2 separate regions of the Ovis aries genome follow, and region 1 is linked to region 2. Evidence: chromatin contacts called from public Hi-C data. All regions are on one chromosome and are shown on one strand. The core of a region is the stretch at or near the end of the contact, and the rest is flanking DNA. Distances in the headings are between cores, read along the strand shown.

What was found. Hi-C and Micro-C count contacts between places; a contact is called where the count stands out from the background.
Region 1: a contact with region 2 is called in a Hi-C map of liver, with 6 times the contacts expected there. The contact joins the promoter of CLK3 here to the promoter of CSK in region 2. A contact is called at or near these places in 3 of 16 Hi-C or Micro-C datasets (blood, hypothalamus and liver).

What each region holds. Positions count from the first base shown.
Region 1 is chr18:31,725,530-31,728,516 of ARS-UI_Ramb_v3.0, forward strand. It overlaps CLK3 (CDC like kinase 3), which reads right to left and starts at 1,268. Exons shown (of 13, transcript XM_027957185.3): 1 at 1,178-1,268. LOC132658085 (a long non-coding RNA gene) reads left to right here and starts at 1,321. Exons shown (of 2, transcript XR_009597096.1): 1 at 1,321-1,960; 2 at 2,900-2,987.
Region 2 is chr18:31,552,100-31,554,919 of ARS-UI_Ramb_v3.0, forward strand. CSK (C-terminal Src kinase) reads right to left here and starts at 1,557. Exons shown (of 13, transcript XM_042235240.1): 1 at 1-1,557. The coding sequence starts at 960. LOC132658084 (a long non-coding RNA gene) reads left to right here and starts at 1,631. Exons shown (of 3, transcript XR_009597095.1): 1 at 1,631-2,684.

The DNA of each region.
Region 1 (2,987 bases), core at 18-2,517, 170 kb after region 2:
TAACTTCCTTTAACACATTCTAGGCAGCTGAAATATTGGAAATACCAGATGCTCATTATTTCCAGCTAGGGCTCTAGGGCCCATTTCTCGTCAATTATCTCTAATTCTTAGACCTCTGCAAACAGATTGTTAAAAGAAGGTAAGGGCCACAATTATGCTCTGGAAGGCTCTGCTCTGCACAATGAAGAAAAAGGTAATGCGAAGAAAACCAGGCAGAGGATGCCAGCTTTTTTCTGAGCACAAGCTTACATCTCATTTGCTGCTCCTGGCCAGAGAACTGGGCTGACAAGAAGAGCAGCCAGCCAGGTCAGCGGCTGCCCGCCCGGATCCCTGCCACCCCAGCGCCCCACGGTTATTTTTGGCTGACGCTGCCCCACCACTGCAACCTCAAACCTGCCACCTTGCAAGCCGCCACCACCGGGTGAAACGCTCCTCCTTTTCAAGGGCATGGAGGAGGGAAGCTGGAAGGCTGCCAACTCCGCTTCGACGGAGCCCTGGCTCAGGCGATTCCCACCCCAGCCCTACGCCAGGACACCCGCACCCGGAACTAAAGCACAGAGACTCCCGGAGCGAGGAGCAGCCCGGGCATTTGTACTGTCAGCTGGGCCTGGCCCCTCCTCAGTGCTGGAGCGGATCCATCATCACAACAAAACAAGCAGGGGGCCTGCGGCCCTCGCTCGCGTCCCTTCCTGTCGCTCGGGTCCCAGAGATCTCAGAGCCCCGTCCCCCGTAACCGCCGCCAGTGGATGCGAGGGGCGACCTGGGGTGGGCGGGTGGGGGGTGGGGGGAGGCAGGCCAGCTTGGGCTCGAATCAAACTCCAAGCCGCGCGGGGAAGGTGTCTGCGAACTAAGCCTCGAGCCAGGGGGAGGGGAGGGTCTGAAAGCCCCTCCAGGGTATTCCAGGTAGGGCCCCGACCCCATTCCGCGGGCAGGCTACAGGGCCAAAACTGAATGGATCTCTGCAGGGGCCTCAGGCCTCTCACGCTCGGACGCCGACTCGCGGGAGCGAGCGGTCGGGGTCTGTGGTAATCACCCTCTGGGGAAGAAGCGGCGGGTCAGGGGTGAGAGGTCGGGGCAGCGGCCTGAGGAGGGCCGAGAAGAAAACGAAAGGGAGTAGCCCGAGACCGAACCAAGAGCCCCGGGACCCACCCCTAGCGCGCCCTCCCCGCCGACTCACCGCCCTCCACTGCTCCCGTCGCGGGCCCGGGCCCCACACTCACGGTCTCCCAGGCTCAAGCTGCTGCTAGGCCCCACTCCCCGCTCCGAGCGCCTCTTCCGCTTCCGGCTCCGGCCTCCGCCCGTGGCAGCCCCGCCCCTCCCGTGACGCAGCCGTCCTCAGCCCGGGCTAGACCTGGCTCAGCCCCGAGGCCGCTCTAACCCCCGACTCGAAGGCTCTGGAGGACCTGTCTTCTCTGTACGGCTCCGAGGAGCAGCGGCAGAACCTGGTTCCTCTAGGGTCGAGGGGAAGTCCTTGACCGCGGTCCGCCCTCCCACCGTGTCGCGTCGCACGTAGGCCCTAAAGACGCTACGGGGGCCCAGCCCGTGGCGGACAGCTCCGAGAGCCCAAAGCTGGAGCCCCAACCCCGCCGGTGCCTGTCTGTCCCTTCCTGCGCGCCGGGAAGAGGGCATTGTTTCGCTGTCGCCTCCGTGAAAACCAGGCGGGGCTTGAGCGCAACGCCTGGCTCCGGGGCCCAGGAGGGCGCTAAAGATCACGGAGACTCGAGCAGACGGTCCCAACTACCGGTTATGTGGAAGAAGCAAATGAGACCTTATTCTTTGTGCAGGTTTTTTATTTTTTTTAAGCCGTGGCGGCACACCCAAGCCCCAGTGTAGGTGCACAGCAGTTTGAGCCGATATCGGACAGTCTTGTACGCGGGGTCTGTGATGATAGGACGGGGTCTGGAAGAAAGGGGATGGTGGTGTGTGTGTCTTTTTCCTAGAGCATCGTTGGAGGATGGCAGTAAGTGGACCAGCATTGTTTCGCAGTTCATAAGCCCCCACCAAAGAAATGCCCTGCGCTCCGCCGCGGCCAGACTGGGCTGCAATTTCGCCCCGAGTCTCTCGCTGAACCTCTCTACCGCGGCTCACCAAAGCCCCGCCCACCTACAGTTCCGCTCTCGGCCAGGGCCGGTTAACCAGGCCCTGTTTTCCAAATGACAAAAGTGAGGTCTGGTCTTTTAGGTTTGCGAGCGTGCGCTCCCCGCCCCCGGGCTCTCGCTGGCGTCGCTAAGCGAAGCGGCCTCTAATTGTCCCCGCGCCACGCCAGGGACACAGCATCTCTGCAGACCCCGCCCCTCCCCGGCAGACCACACCGCGGAAGCCGGGTACCCGCCAGCCCTCTCCCCGGCCCAGTCCTGGTCCCGCCCCAATGAGAGCTGGGCACGCCCGAGACGCGAGGCTTAGCCTCCCCGCCAACCAAGCTCGGCAGGAGCGGAGCCGCCCCCTCGGAGTAAGGAGCTCTCCAGTGTCTAACCTTTGGCTCTTCTTTAAACTGGCGTCTGACGGCGTGGCTCGAGCGAGTGCTTAGTACCCCCAAAATCTCCACTAGTTCCACCATCCCTACTGGAAGTAAACAACCGAAGTTAAATAAAAACGGGGTGCTTGCTATACTGCTGCAGCCTGAAACCGGCTCCTGGTCCCCCTCCAACCAAATGCACCCAACTCCCCAGTATAAAAATTCAGGAACCGCTTCTAGTGTGCAGTTGGTGCCCGAGAGCCTGGAAGCCTGCGCCCCTAGATCCTGGGCCTTTAGGAGTCCGAACTGCCATTCTTGCGTGGGCCTCGAAGCTTGGCCCATGGCCTATGGCCACAACAGCCAGGTTTCTTCTAAGGGTTTCATCCACTCAGTCGCGGTGGGAGGACTCTGATATCTCCTCCCACCTCTTTGTGCTGCCCGCAGATCCTGTGGCTCCTGGAAGCCGGGATCACATTGGCAGCTGAGGGAGGAACAGCTCAGAGAGGTTTCTGTCCCTAGCCCTGCTGTGGGC
Region 2 (2,820 bases), core at 307-2,806:
CTGCGGTCCGGGCAACCTCGCTGCGGGTAGCATCAGCGGCCTGCCGGACGGTCCATGCGGCCAGGGGGGAGGGGAGGGGCGCAGGGGTCCCCGGGTGGTGAGGTACAAAGAGGTCTGGGTGCGAGAGGAGGGGGAGGAGGGACGGCCAGACAGAGGCAGGGGGATGGCCGCGCGGCCCGGGTCGGGGAGGGAAGAAAGGCGGGGGAGAGGGGGCGGGAGGGAGTCGGGGGGGAGGAAACAATGTAGCCGGCGCGGCCCCGGCAGAGTTCCGCTTCCGAACGCCGCCACCGAGGCTCGATGCGGGGACGTCGCGCCGGCTGCCCGGGGCGGCCCCGGACGCTGGTTCGGGGCGCCGCAGAAGGTCCCCGCGTTCCACGCCCCGGAGGCTCCGGCGGCCACAGGCTGGCTGGGGCGGGAGGGACCGCTGGCCGGGGGGGCGGGGGGGTGGCCCCGACGGCGGCGCGGCCGGGAGACCGCCCCGCTCGGACCCCACCCCAGCAAGACCTCCGCGCGGGGTGCGGGCTGGGGCGAGAGCGGGAGGGCGGCGGCGGTCGCGGCGGCGGCGGCGGCGGCGGCAGCAGCGGCCAAGCTCGGCTCGCCCTGGGCTCCGCTGGGAGGAAGCTCGCAGGCCTGGCGAGAGGAAGCGCGGCCCGGATCCTCCGCCCGCGGCACCGCGCCTGCGCGAGGGAGCCGGCCCGGCGCGCGGCGGGGCGTGGGCCGACGGAGCAGCGCCCCCTGCCGGGCGCCGGGGACACTGCGGGGGGTGTGTCCGCGCGCGCGCCCTGCCCCCGCCTGCCCGCCCGCGTTGGAGGCTCCCGAAGGTCCCTCAGGGAGGTCCGGCCAGCCCGCCTTGGAGCAGCCTCCAAGCCTTCCCCGATGTACAAGCGACGGAGGCCAGGCCTCGGGCCCTCTGCTCGGATCTGTTTGTGCACAAGGACCCTCACCCGCAGGAGCATTCATCCGTTCGCAAGGATTTCCTGGCGCTGCCAGTGTGACAGGCCCTGTTCTGGAGTCTACCCGCCGGGCCGCTTGGTGGCTGTCAAGGAGTTCCTAGCACCGACAGGCCAACAGTCAAGCGCTAGGAAAGAGTTGACAGAAGTGAAGAAGGGGTGTACAAGGCCCACAGGAAGCAGAAAAGAGGGGAGGGCCAAAGGGGAGACTTGATAGAGCTGGGACTTTAGGCAGAAGGAATAAGCATGGGCAAAGGTCGGGGGAGGTGGAAGCGCTTGACCCCTCTGTGCTGGGCTCAGTCTTGTCGACTCTTTGCGATCTGTGGACTGTAGCCCACCAGACTCCTCTGTCCATGGGGATTCTCCAGGCAAGAATGCAGGAGAGGGGTTGCCGTGCCCTCCTCCAGGGCATCTTCCCAACCCAGGGATGGAACCCCGGTCTCCTGCATTGCAGGCAGATTCTTTACTGTCTGAGTCACCAGGGAAGCCCCCTGACGGCTCTGGGAACTGTAAATGGCTCAGTATGGCTGCAAGTTTGCAGGGTAGGTCCTGTTAAGTCGTGGGAGATGGGGTCCCCTCAAGCCACAGAGCACAGAGAAATCCAAAAGGCCTTATGGGACTTTCTTGGACTTTGTTTTCAGCCTGGAGGCAATGAGGAAGTTGTCAGTGACTATGTGACCCTGGGAAAGTTACTTAACCTCTCTGTGCTCTAGTTTACCAAATGGGGAAAGTAATAGCACCAACTTCTTAAGGTTCCATGGGGGAGGAAATGAGTTAATATGTCTAAAGTGCTTAGTGTGCAGTGGCAGGCACTTAGTCAGCCCTTAGCTAGGTATCATTTCTTCCTATATATTATTGTTAATGAAGGACAGAGTGTGATGGGCTCTGAGCTCAGGAGCAGACAATGAGCGTGTGTGTGTGTGTGAGGGGGGAGTGTAGAGTTGGGGGTGAGGGGGGGCGGTGAGGATGGAGGAGAGACCAGAGACTCCAGTGTAGGTGGGAGGCAGGGCACTTCCTAGGGACTGGGTCCTGAAGGGAGGTTCAGGGTTGGATGGGCGCAGGAGAAGGCCATTCTGTGATGGGGAAAGGAGGTGTACAGGAGGTGAAATTCAAGAGAAGTGAGGGATTCAGGAGTGAGAAGGACAGTCAAGGGTCTTGTGGGAGAGCCAGCTGAGAAGACAGTGTGGTTGTACATTGCAAAGGGCTGAGCTGGGTGTGCCTCCCCGGACAAACTACAGGATGGCTCTCTGACCGAATGCACCCCTGGGCCAATTTCCAGTAAGAAGCCAGCCCTGCAAGGAGGGAAGTAAATGTAGTCACACCACTGCCCTTTGAGGAGATGTCCAGTAAGTCTTAGAGACAGCTGTGGTGTAATAGGAAAAAAGCATGGATTTGGGGTTCTCACAGTAAAGTTAAATCTCAGCTGAACCACTTCCTAGTTGTGTGACCTTGGTCTAGTTACTTAATGTCTCTGAGCTCAGTTTCCTCCTCCATAAGATCAAGTTCAAAATGCACCTCTCTTGCAAGAGTTGGTGAGAAAAAAAAAAAAAAAGAGAGAGAGAGAGATGGTGCAGATTCAGCAAGATAAAGGCCTTGGGGTGGGGGAGGTGGGGAGGGCACTCAGTTTGGTTGGTTTCCCTTTCTTTCCTCTGAGGTCAAGACGGAATGATAAAGTGGGACTGGATGGAGCCACCCCTCAGCCTAAAGGAAAGCACTTCAGCAGCTCTGCAAAAGGTTTGAGAAGGGTCACCCTGACATCTCCCCTCCCCCACTGAAGCAGCTGGCAAAATGGGAAAGGGCTGTGCTGCTGCTGCTGCTAAGTCACTTCAGTCATGTCCGACTCTGTGCGACCCCAGAGACGGCAGTCCAC